Linked DNA regions of Mus musculus: regions 1 and 2 are each linked to region 3. Evidence: chromatin contacts called from public Hi-C and HiChIP or PLAC-seq data. All regions are on one chromosome and are shown on one strand. The core of a region is the stretch at or near the end of the contact, and the rest is flanking DNA. Distances in the headings are between cores, read along the strand shown. Region 1 has its middle 25 kb from the start of Sap18. Region 2 overlaps Lats2 (large tumor suppressor 2). Region 3 has its middle 21 kb from the start of Zdhhc20.

Region 1 (3,971 bases), core at 308-2,807, 140 kb before region 3:
GAGATGACTGCTCTTGGCTTCCTTGTGGTGTTTTGTTGTTGGTAGTTTGGTTTGGTTTTAAGATTTTTTAAAAATTAGATTTATTCTGTTTGTGTGAATGTTTTGTCTACATGTATGTATGTATGTACATGTATGTGTGTGCGCATGTATGTGCATGTATGCATATACACGTATGTATGTACATGTGTGTATGTATATATATGCATGTACATGTATGTACATGTATGTATGTATGTATGTGTGTACATGTGTGTACATGTATGTGTATGTATGTATGTATGCTGCATGTGCTTGTTGCCCTTAAGTCAGAAGAGTGCATCAGAGCCTCTGGAACTGGAGTTGGGCTCAGGATGGATGAGGTCCCGGTGTAAATTCCTTAAAGGGTTTTTCTCATCATGGATTCAGAGACGCCCTGTGGAATGGCCAATCTGATAAATACCAGCTGCCATACGGTGTTTATTGCTATGACCGAAAGCAACCTGTGAAGGAAATGAGTTACTTCAGCTTATGCTTCCAGGTAACAGTTCATCGCTGAGGGAAGTCAGGGCAGGGCCTGGAGGCAGAAACTGATGCAGAAGTCATGGTAGAAGCTGCTTTCTGGTTTACTTCTCAGGGCTCGGCCTGCTTTCTTATACATACCTGGGACCAGCCCAGGGATGGCACCACGCACAATGGACTGAGTCATTCCATATCTTTCACCAACTAAGAAAATGTAACACAGGCTTGCCCGCAGGCCAGTCTGGTGGGGACATTTTCTCAGTTGAGGGTTCCTCTTTGCAAATGATTCTAGCTTGTGTCAACTTGACATAAAACTAGCCAGCACAGCATCTGATACAAATTAAAATTAAGCACAAAGCCTTTTTAAAAGATTTATATTTATGTGCATGAATGTTTGCCTGCATGTATATGTGTGTATCAGGAAAGCCCTGGTACCTTCAGAAGCCAGAAAGGGCTTTGGATTCCCTGGCACCGGAGTTACAGATAGTTGTAAGATGTCATGTGGGTGATGGCTACTGAATCCGGATCCCCTACAAGAGCAGCAACTACTCAAAGTATGTCTCTAGCCCGAGTGTGGAGCTTTGGATCTGCCTAACATCTCACAGCAAGGCAGTGGCCAAACAAGGTTCCAAGTTCGTATCTAACCTGCTGTCCCAAATCATTACATTGAAATTAATCAGACAAAGGATGTCAGCAAGACAGTGGAAAAGAAAGACCAGAATTCTTCCTCTCTTGGATATACACTTCCAACAATGCTAAATACACAGTTTTCTTTTCATGAGAAGTTCGAAACTAGGTGAGAGACTCCTGCACCCTGAACAAGTGCAGAACCACTTATAGAGAAGTAGTAGGAAAAGTCACGATATTCTGTGACCATAGTCACTACCCTCAGCGCAGCTCTGGCTCCATACAACAAGGAGACTGTAGCCCAGAGATTCTTCCTGGGAGAGGAGCGGGTTGGATTGCTTAGCACCTCTCCATTGTCTCAGCTTCTCCTGAGGATGGACTGTAACCTGTGAGCCAAATGAACCCTTTCCTCCCCAGACTGCTTGTGGTCATGGTGTTATCACAGTCACGGGAAGGACACTAAGGTACTTCCCCTTCATCACCAGGACAAGATGAGCATAATCACCCTGGCCACTCTATTCAACATCACAGGTTAGGTCACAGAACAAGTTTCAACCAACCTTAGAAGACAGAGATCCTACCAAGTACATATTTTAAACAAAACAGGATACAACTAGAAATCAACGGAAAGAAACTAGCAAGCTCCTGGAGGTGTGGAAATGATTGGGTGAAAGAGGAAGTCAAAAGGGAAACTACAAAACTAACCTCAAGATGAATAGAAATACAGATCAGACTAATGTAGTATAGCACAAACAATGCTAAGGAACGACTACAATGGTGTGGGCTGGTACCACAGACTTACCACAGACTGTACACTCAACATGCTAGAATGATCAGCCAAGGAAGAGGGGTCTTGGAAGGAAATAATGACTCCAGAAGAAATATGGGTATGGGGCTGAAGAGATGACTCAGTGGTTATGAGCACTGACTACTCTTCCCTCCCCCCACCCCCGAGACAGGGTTTCTCTGTGTAGCCCTGGCTGTCCTGGAACTCACTCAGTAGACCAGGCTGGCCTCGAACTCAGAAATCCGCCTGTGTCTACCTCCCAAATGCTGGGATTAAAGGCGTGCACCACCACTGCCCAGCTGAGCACTGACTACTCTTAAGGAGGTCCTGAGTTCAATTCTCAACAACCACATGGTGGCTCACAACCATCTGTAATGAGATCAGATGCCCTCTTCTGGTGTGTCTGAAGACAGTGACAGTGTACTCATACATAAAATAAAGAAAAAGAAAAAAAAAGACAAAAGAAAAAGAATAGAAGTAATACAAAATTGACAATCACCAGGAACAAGTCAACAGAGCTAAGAGGTTCTGGAAAGGGAAAGCTGGCTAGACTTTTGCTAGACTAAGTAAGATAAAAAGAGCACACACTCTAATAACCAAAGCCTCATATGAAAGTGGAGGTGGTGTAGCCAATACCACAGAAAAAAAAATTGTAAAAACATTCTATAAGTAGTTTACACCAGTGCTAGATAACTTCAGGAGAAAAGGGGGAATTTCAACAGATGCAGTTTTCTAAGACAGAACCAGAAAGAAATAAAATATCTGAACAGGTCTATAATTAATAAAGAGGTTGAATTGGTAATAAAACACCCACAACAGCAACAAAAACCCAGAAGCAGATGTCTTGTCTGGTGAATTCTGACAGGTTTATTATTTTTTAGTTTATTTATTTTTTATTTTTATGTGCATATATGAGCTTGCATGACATGCATACTTGAGCCCAGGGAGGCCAGTGAAGGGCATCTGATCCTCTGAAACTGGAGTTGTGAGTGGGTTAAGCCACTGTGCTGGTCCTGGAAACTGAACTTGGGTCCTTTGGCAGAGCAGCCTATGTGGCTAACCACAAAGCCATCTCTCCAGCCCCTCTACTACATTTAAATTTCTCCTTTCAAGTTGTAGAGGAAGGAACGCTCTAAGGTTCATTCTATGATGTCAGCATGACCCCAACACCAAAGCCAAAGATGCTACCAAACAAAAACAAACCACCTTTGGCCAATGTCACTGGTAAGTGCCATTCACAACTCAACAAACGCAGGCAAGCTGACCTTGGCAACATTGGAAGGACCGTTGAAAAGTGCACAGTGAACATCCTAGAGAAAAATACCTGAATGTCTTCATTTTATGATCAATAACCAGAGAGGTATGCACGCTCGCTCTGGCCACCTCTGTTCAACATGGAAGTTCTAGTCAGAGAAAATAACCATCTTCATTGGAAAAAAAGAATGTGTTTGTAGGAATGTCGCTGGGTATGTCAATCACATCCCAGGCTGTGGAACACAAGTAAGACCTGCACAGGTTCAAACCAGATAAACATCCGGACATTGAGAAGGGAGGTGCACTCTAACCTAACCACACCTAACCCAGAAGCTGTTTGCAAATTGGTTCCTCCTAGGAGTTAAAAAAATCAGATTTCTCCAATGGAATGTCACTGGGTAAATCAACTGCATTCCAGATTGTTGTAGACACCATGATTTAATTGTAGAAAACTCTAAAGACCATACACACACATCCTGTTAGAACTAAAATATAGATTATTTTTAAAGCTGCAAAAGATAAGATGAAGTTACAAAAGATAAGATCCAAATACAATTCAGTTGTATTTCTGTACACTAATGATGAAAATGAAGTTAGGAAAACACCAAGAAGGGGCTAGAGAAATGGGCCAGCAGCTAAGAGCGTGTGAAGCTCTTCCAGGGAGTTCAGTTCTCAGCACCCACATCAGGCAACTCGAAACCATTTCTAAGTCCAGATCCAGGGAATCTGAAGATTTGGGGCCCTGCAGGCACCTGCATGCATGTGTATATACACACGATTAAAGTAAATCTTTAATAAAAAATAA
Region 2 (4,275 bases), core at 161-2,660, 200 kb before region 3:
CTACGAGGTAAATCCCCTTGGAATGTACAAATAGACACCAAACTTCCTGTAATCCAAAGGCTAAGAATGCTCAGATGGCATCTAAGGTCAATGGCTGAGATCTTCCTGCTCTGCCCACCTAATGTTTCCTTGGTTTGTGACTTTATTTATTTGGTTCCCATAAACCTTCAAGCCAGCATTATCAAGCTGCACATGTGTTTGGAGGAGCCTAACTCTCTGCTCAGGGCCATGGCCACTCTGGTTCTGGCTCCAGAACACATGGTTTTTACTTCTTTGAGGTGAGAGCTGTGCTTCTGTATCTTCAACTAAAACGAACAACCTCACCACTCTGTGGAGAGTTATCCAGGAGGGCAGAGGTGAGCAGCTGTACTATCAGGCTGGTGCGACACCAAAGTAGGCTTACCACTGTATCCAGCTGCCATGGTCTGTCCACACCCTGAACTACAGGTCCATATGAGTCTCCTGAGACTCTGCTGGGGCCTCCTCTGGTCAGTCCCAACAAACCAACCAAACTCTTGGTCTAGCTCGTGTTGCTTTAGACAATTAGGGTCTCTCCCATTGGGTGGCAGCACCCCTCAGAATGACTCGAGACCAAGGCATGCTTAGACCTAGGAACTGAGCAAAGCACTCAGGAAGCAAAGGCAGGCAGATCTCTGTGAGTTCAAAGCCAGACTGATCTACAGAACTAGTTCCAGGACAGCCACAGCTACCCGGAGAAGCCTGGTCTTGAAGAACCACCACCACCACCACCACCACCACCACCACCACCAAAAACAACAACAACAACAACAACAACAATAAGAACCAGGAGCTGTGAGCATGGTCCCTGTGCTCTGTACTCTGAATTGTGGACATTTATCTTTCCAAGCCAAGAGACGGAACCTCAGCCTGACTAGTTGTTTTCTAGGCTCACACAGGTAAAGTCTGAATGGGGGCTGGAGCTGAGTGAGAGAACACCTGCCCCAGCAAGTACAGGGCCCTAGATTCAATCCCAGGACCTAACAGACAAAACCCACATAGTCCAAGAAATTGCATGTTGTTAGTAAACACGAAACTTCATTTCACAAAACAGGAGCGATGCCTGTGAGCGGCCATCACACTGGCAAATATTCAGGATGCCGGCGAGCAGCAGCAAGGCTAGGGCTCACACAGACACAATGGAAAAAGGAGAACTGGCCCCAAATTAAAGATACGCAAAATAAACCCCACAGCCCAAGATAACATGGCCACTCTTGGTGACTGCCTCACACAAGCAGAGACAGACTGTGTACCTCTCCTGTCTACAATGGAAACTTGTCCACTTAAATGTTCTTCAGTGTGACAACTGAAGAAGGGAAGTGGTGTAAGTGTCACCACAGTTCATCACAGTGGTGCAAGTGTCACCACAGCTCATCAGCTGCGTTGGCCACACCCATCATTACAGAATAATTGCTACCACACAATGAAGAAAGTTGTACAAAGTCCTACTGTACAAAGTAGGTGTGGTTTGTCTCTGTAATAGCAAGCCAAAGCACAAGATGGGTGAACAGCCTTGATAAGAAGTGGGCATGAGAAGGGCTGTGAAGAGCACAGCTCTGTAACACATGCCACAGAGCACTTCTTTTTAAGGTCTTTGAGAGGTGGCTCAGTGGTTAGGAGCATTGACTGCTCTTGGCTGCTCGTGGAGAGGACTTCCATTTGATTCCCAGCACCCATCTGGAGGCTCAACTGTCTGTAACTCAGTTCCAGAAGATCTGCTCTCAGTAGCAGGATCTGATGGACTCTGCAGGCACACAGGTGATGCACATACACGCAGGCAAAACACCCACAAACACCAACCATCCAACCAATCAACCAAACAAACAAATCCCAGCACTCCTTCTAGCAAAGCAAGGTGTAGAGACAAGACTTGACATTCCAGCCCAGGGGAGAACAGACCACTGACCCGGGGCCAGAATGACCCGGGGCCAGCATGTTTCAGGACAGTGAGCAGACACAACAACAACAACAACAACAACAACAACAACAACGCAGATGAGGCCTGAGGGACAACTAAGCTGTCCTCTGGCTTCCACATGCATAGGTTTACATACGCACACATGCACGCACACGTGAGATGTTCTGTTACTCTTACTGCTTTCATAAACACTGGCAAAGTCACTGTCGTCGGTCAGCACCAGCTGGGTCCTTCAGTGACAGTAAAAACCTGGGCCAGAAACTGAGTTTACAGCCACTGTCAGTTACAAGTTGGAAGGAGGGAGGGAGAAAGAAGGGAGGGTGCCAGCCACTGCAGTGCCCCTCTGCTCAGCTCACGTCTGCACGGTCAGCTCCAAGAGGTCGGTAGGCAAGACTGCTCCCCTGGCTCAGCATCATGAAGGACTTTACTCCTGGGCCTGCTCTGCTGCCACCCTCTCCTCTAAGGAGTTCTGCAGAAACTGCTCTTGCAATCTACATGACATTTTTCTTCTCACAAATGATCTCTAAGGACTTATGCTTATCTTAAATGCAATTCAAGACAGTTACTTTAAAAACAAAAACAAAAAAAAACTCGAGTTCTGCTTAGAGATAAAAAAAAAATTGCCAGCAATCCAGAGTCTTTGACAAGCAAAGTTCTTTAAAACACTTGAAATAGGAACACCACACATCACTGGGCTTCTAGAAAGCTTTTGTAAAATTATCATTAAAAATTTGTCAGTGGCTGTGTGGCAGTTCCACAGAGATCCACACTGGTGAAGCATCAAGCAGGCCAGACCCGGGAGGCTCTCTGCCTCTTGACTCTTAGCTACTTTTTGAAGCATCCGCTCCTTTTCACAAGCCCCAGTCAGCATGCGCCAGCTCTGGCTCAGTCCCTATATCTCCTACTGGCCTGTTCCAAGGGCTTAGACACACAGGAAAGCTGCACTTTCTCCTAACAGGGCATTGTGAGGGTATATCTTGTTTGTTTTGGTGTGCGTGTGTGCGTGCGTGTGTGTGTGTGCGCGTGCGCGTGCGCGTGCGTGTGTAGAGGACAGGGATCCTGGGCATCTTCTCTTCCTCTATTGCAGTCCACCATGGTTTTCCTAGCCTGGAGCTGGCTAATTTAGCTGGATTGGTTGGCCAGGAAGCCCCAGGAGCTTGGATTACAAGCACATACTGCCATGCTTAGCTTTTTACATAGATGCTTGAAATCTGAACTTGGGTCCCACGCATTCACACATGCTCAGCAAGCGTGACTTTACTGACTGAGCCATTTCCCAGCTCCAAGACTCCTATTTTTAATGTGGCCACTACACACACTCACATTAAAGGAGGGCAGCTAAGATGAAACCTCACAGGGCAAGTGTCCAAGCAGACAGCATCTTCTGAGATGGCTCTTTCAGCTAAGAGGCCTCCCTGTGAGGAGTGACGGCAGGGTGGTCCAGTCTCTGCTAGTAGTGAGCCTTTACCATGCTCCAGGAATTTTAACACCTATTATGTATTTTTTCTAGGTCTGGAAGATCCAGGGGTAAAATACTAGCTGGCTGTTGTCAAGTTCAAAGCCAAAAAATACAGGACAGAGCGCTATATTTATTATTGTTAGCGAAGCGTCCAACTCTTGTATGAAATATCCTATCTAGTGCTACCTTAGCATTATTTTAGAAAATCCATCCTACACCCTTGCCATGTAGTCAATGAGCAGAGTCTAAGCCCTTGAAAACTTAAGAAGGAAATGGTGGACTGAGAGGCCTGTAGGATGAGCAAGGCTGAGCAGCAAGGGGCTCATGCTGCAACAGGCGCCAAACCCCGCCAGCATCCTCGGAAATGAGCATTACAAGCCACATTTCAAAGTGGCAAGAGCCAGGAACGGCACCACATACATGCAACCGCTGCACTCAAGAAGCTGAGGCACAAGGATTCAGAGTTCAGTTATGCCTGGACGATGCATGGAAACCCTGTCTCAAACAAACAAAACCACCAAAACAAAACCTGCATTAGCACTAGACCCAGAAACATGGGTGGGAGGTGAGTGCGAGAGTTGCTCTAAGTATTGATTTTTATCATAAAACAGCCAGTTCAAGGAGGAACATCTTTTCCATGAGTGACCTTACTCAGCTGTAACTTGGGCTGAGGTTATAGCTCAGTGGTAGAGCCTCTGCACTGTATTCAGCTATATTTCTTTCATGCAAACCCACTAATCAAACTGGGCAGGGCACTTCCCACCTATAGTAATACCATCAATGAGGATACAGAATTGGTAGAAGACAGAATCTCTCTGCACACAACACTCTATTCTAATGCTGGGGGATCGTGTGACCCTTAGTACTTCTTGCCTGCTTA
Region 3 (3,924 bases), core at 476-2,975:
CAGAAATAGAAGAGTAACTAAGACAGTCCTCCCTCTAGATAGGCATCTATTTTTATTTCCTGGCTCAGGGTCATTTTATCATACTCCACATTAAGTATTGTAACAGCAGAGCTGGAGAGAGGGCTCATTGGTTAAGGGCACTGGCTGTTCTTCCAGAGGACCTGGGTTCAATTTTCAGCACCCATACTGCAGCTCACAGCTGTCTGTAACTCCAGAATCCAACACAGACGCACACGCAGGCAAAACACCGGTGCACATACAATAAATAAATTAATTTAAAAAGCATAACAGAAAATTTGATTAAAGAAAAAGAAGTGTTTGAAATAGGTATTAGGGAATTTTAACCAGAGAGAGCACTGGAGTAACACAGAGAAATCCCTGCTGGAAGCAACTATCATGTTCACGGCCTGAGCATAAAGGCAAGAGGTTGGAGTTATTGTAGTCTAGAGGCTTGAAGGAACAGTCAGTCCTACGCGATTAGGAAAGGATGCCCAGAGGAAAAGGCTAGTGGGGCTTCGGAGAGCACAAACAATGGAGTTGGTTCTAGGCTTGCCAAAAAAAAAAAAAAAAAAAAAAAAAAAAAAAAAAAGCAGCCAGAGACTGGTACTGCAGGGATGATGCAGGGATGCAGGCCGAGACTGGAGATATCACAGGGCTTGTTTTCCAACCCCAGGCTTGAAGCCTCCCTTGTACTGCTCACTGTGGGCAGAGGTCAGGATGCTGCCAGCCAGCAGGTAAAGGCAACCAGCATCCCCAGGTCGCTGCCTAGCATCATAGAGCCCAGTGTGTATGGAAAAAGGAGGCTGGAACAGTGAGACAATCCCTTTTCCATCTGCAGGATCCTGCAACTTAATTTATACACTGTCTTAATTAGGGTTTCTATTGCTGCAATGAAACACCATGACCAAAAGCAAGCTGGGGAGGAAAGGGTTTATTCAGCTTATACTTCCACACTGCTGTTCGTCACCAAAGGATGTCAGGTTTGGAACTCAGACAGGGCAGGAACCTGGAGGCAGGAGCTGATGCAGAGGCCATGGAGGGTTCTGCTTACTGACTTCTCAGTCTGCTTTCTTATAGAACCCAGGATCACCTGCCCAGGGACAGCACCACACACATGGGCCTGATACTCCTCCATGATCATTAATTGACAAAACACCCTTAAAGCTGGATCTTAAGGAGGCATTTTCTCAATTGCGGCTCCCTTCTTTCAGGTGACTCAAGCTTGTGTCAAGTTAACAGAAGACTAGCCCAGCATACCCTCTCACACTTGAAGTGGTCGCCAAGAATTCAATCATATAATCTACTTATCCCTCTTCATGGTGCTGGATATTTATGTGATTTCCAGATTTTAGTCTCTGAAATGATGCTGTAATGATAGTTGATAAAATTATGACTCAATATATTTGAGGAGAAAATAGTCATAGTTTGTCTTTTTCTGGGCCTTAGAATTAGTGTTTTTCTCACCATCAAATACTTCTCACAAATCCTCTGCAAACCCGAATGCTGTAAGCAAAAAAACGTCATCTCTCACTTCACTCTCGTGGAAGGAGGATCGATTCCACCAAAACAAAGGCACACCGCCATCAGAAAAGCTCTGGTGGTGAAGACTCGGAAGGAACTGCCCCGGGCTTCATTTCCTTCCTCTTCAAATACAGCCCGTCGCCAACCAGCGGGCAGCAGGCGCAGTCTTCTGAATACTCACCAGGGCGTGGCAGTTCATGCTGCCTGCAGTGTTTTCTTTCAGACTGGCCTTTGAGACAGTCCTTGCCTTGCTCCTACCTTCTTCCGTGCGGGTGCCTGGGCATGGTTTTGGGATGCAAGGGCGCCATCTTGTGGGACTTTCGTGTTGAATTCTATTTCTTTGAAAGCGTCCGCACTGAGACTGCGATCACTTTTCTCTTTTTGTCTCAATTATCCTACGGTGCTGACGAGGTTGTACTGTGTCACGCTCTCTCTCTTTTTTTTTCGAGACAGGGTTTCTCTGTATAGCCCTGGCTGTCCTGGAACCCACTCTGCAGACCAGGCTGGCCTCGAACTCAGAAATCCGCCAGAGTGCTGGAATTAAAGGCGTGCGCCACCAACGCCCGGCTGAGGTTGTACTGTCAATTTGAACTCCACATTTTGAGAACATGTATTCTTTCTTATGATGATTCTTAATGTGCCTACATTAAAAAGTAATTTAAATTAAGATTTTATTTATGTATTTATTTTTACTTATTTATGGGTGCGAGGGCCATGTGGAGATTACAAGGCAACTTTTGGGAGTCAAGTTCTTTCTTTCCAATATGTGGGTCCCGAGGACTGAAATCAGGTCATCAGCCTTGACAGCAAGTGCCTTTAGTCACTGAACTATCTCATAGGCTCTTGAAGTTTTATTTATTGGAGACAGGGTTTCTTTATGTAGCCCTGGCTGTCTTGGAGCTCTCTATGTAGGCCAGGATGGCCTTGAACTCAAAGAGATCCATAGTGCACATGTATGTGGCAGTCAGAGGACAACTTGTAGGACCGTATTCTATCCTCCCACCAGGTGGGTTCCAGGGCTTGAACTCAGATGGTCAGGCTTGGTGGCAAGCACCTTTATCTGCTGGGCCACGTCAGTAGCTCTAGTTGCTGATTTACATAAACTGTGGTCGGTCTAGGTCTCACCCCCTGCGTCTTCAGCTTACTACATGGACTTATATTCCTGCTGTTCAGTTCTAACTCAGTGCCATCTTCCTTGGCACAATTTATTTCTTTAGTGGTGGACACTGGTGCAGGCAGTCCTGACAGGAAGCCCTTGGAGCCACCCTCTGACCGTTAGCATGTTTCTCTGGGGACATTTGGCCAGGAGGCAGGCTTGCTCTAAGTTTCCTTAAGATTGTCAGTGTGTAGCCAGCAGACACAGGGATCTTGTTTCCTGAGTCCATGCTAACACTCCTAGATCACATCCTACTTTTTGCCAATCTGGTAAGTATGGGTTGGTGTCTTGTCTTAATTTGTATACTGCTCAGAGCTTTCTTGGGGACTCAGGCCAATCTTTGTGCTCTCTCCCCTCTCAAGGTGAATGCAGTCATCAGCTGCTTCTTCCCTCTTCTCCCTCCTTCTGCTCCTCCCCTCCTTCTGCTCCTCCCCTCCTTCTGCTCCTTCCCCTCTTTCTGTCCCTCCCCCTCCTTCTGCTCCTCCCCTCCTTCTGCTCCTCCCCCTCCTTCTGCTCCTCCCCCTCCTTCTGCTCCTCCCCTCCTTCTGCTCCTCCCCTCCTTCTGCTCCTTCCCCTCTTTCTGTCCCTCCCCCTCCTTCTGCTCCTCCCCTCCTTCTGCTCCTCCCCCTCCTTCTGCTCCTCCCCTCCTTCTGCTCCTCCCCCTCTTTCTGCTCCTCCCCCTCCTTCTACTCCTCCCCTCCTTCTGCTCCTCCCCTCCTTCTGCTCCTTCCCCTCCTTCTGCTCCTCCCCCTCCTTCTGCTCCTCCCCCTTCTTCTGCTCCTCCCCTCCTTCTGCTCCTCCCCTCCTTCTGCTCCTCCCCCTCCTTCTGCTCCTCCCCTCCTTCTGCTCCTCCCCTCCTTCTGCTCCTCCCTCTCCTTCTGCTCTTTCCCCTCCTTCTGCTCCTCCCCTCCTTCTGCTCCTCCCCCTCCTTTTGCTCCTCCCGTTTCTATCCCCCCCCACCATTCCCTCTGCTTCTCCTTGTTTCTCCCCTCCCTTTTCCTTTCCCACATAGAATCTCACTTTTGCCCAGGTGTGCCTCAAACCCTTGAACACAAGTGTATCTTCCCCCCAGCTTCCCACATAGCTGGAGTTATAGAAGCCTCTGACTGTGCCCAGCCTCTTTGCTTGTTTTTCTACCAAGTTGTTACATATTCTAAAGGTCAGTCCCCCAAGAGTGTTTCAGAAATGTTAATTTATCTGGGGAACACTTCCAATAGAATTGTGCCTGAACTCCTGGTTACATGTTA

Evidence for each region. Hi-C and Micro-C count contacts between places; a contact is called where the count stands out from the background. HiChIP or PLAC-seq counts read pairs in DNA pulled down with a chosen protein or histone mark.
Region 1: an H3K4me3 HiChIP or PLAC-seq map of bone marrow-derived macrophages shows a contact between it and region 3, with 2.8 times the contacts expected there. The contact joins two enhancer-like sites. A contact is called at or near these places in 8 of 39 promoter capture datasets (the C10 cell line, the HPC-7 cell line, hematopoietic stem and progenitor cells and 4 more), 1 of 484 Hi-C or Micro-C datasets (CD4 T cells), 7 of 115 datasets of contacts at active chromatin or transcription factors (the HPC-7 cell line, bone marrow-derived macrophages, effector CD8 T cells and 2 more) and 4 of 9 other capture datasets (adipose tissue, embryonic stem cells, liver and 1 more).
Region 2: a Hi-C map of effector CD8 T cells shows a contact between it and region 3, with 2.5 times the contacts expected there. The contact joins two enhancer-like sites. A contact is called at or near these places in 2 of 15 datasets of contacts at CTCF or cohesin (embryonic stem cells and large pre-B cells), 17 of 484 Hi-C or Micro-C datasets (the AML12 cell line, the G1E-ER4 cell line, bone marrow-derived macrophages and 5 more), 14 of 115 datasets of contacts at active chromatin or transcription factors (bone marrow-derived macrophages, effector CD8 T cells, embryonic basal ganglia and 5 more) and 5 of 9 other capture datasets (adipose tissue, embryonic stem cells, liver and 2 more).

Annotation. Positions count from the first base shown.
Region 1 is chr14:57,770,809-57,774,779 of GRCm38.p6, forward strand. No RefSeq gene overlaps it. Among named protein-coding and RNA genes, the nearest start is that of Sap18, 25 kb to the right of the region's middle. Within about 2 kb of position 1,558, at least 78 of the 459 cell types and tissues checked have an H3K27ac peak or open chromatin away from gene starts, as enhancers often do. A contact at or near this core is called in the HPC-7 cell line, bone marrow-derived macrophages, effector CD8 T cells and 3 more, where this site is marked.
Region 2 is chr14:57,711,656-57,715,930 of GRCm38.p6, forward strand. All of the region lies in intron 2 of Lats2 (large tumor suppressor 2), which reads right to left. Among named protein-coding and RNA genes, the nearest start is that of Gm26440, 16 kb to the left of the region's middle. Within about 2 kb of position 1,411, at least 63 of the 459 cell types and tissues checked have an H3K27ac peak or open chromatin away from gene starts, as enhancers often do. A contact at or near this core is called in effector CD8 T cells and regulatory T cells, where this site is marked.
Region 3 is chr14:57,908,951-57,912,874 of GRCm38.p6, forward strand. No RefSeq gene overlaps it. Among named protein-coding and RNA genes, the nearest start is that of Zdhhc20, 21 kb to the left of the region's middle. Within about 2 kb of position 1,726, at least 286 of the 459 cell types and tissues checked have an H3K27ac peak or open chromatin away from gene starts, as enhancers often do. A contact at or near this core is called in the HPC-7 cell line, bone marrow-derived macrophages, effector CD8 T cells and 4 more, where this site is marked.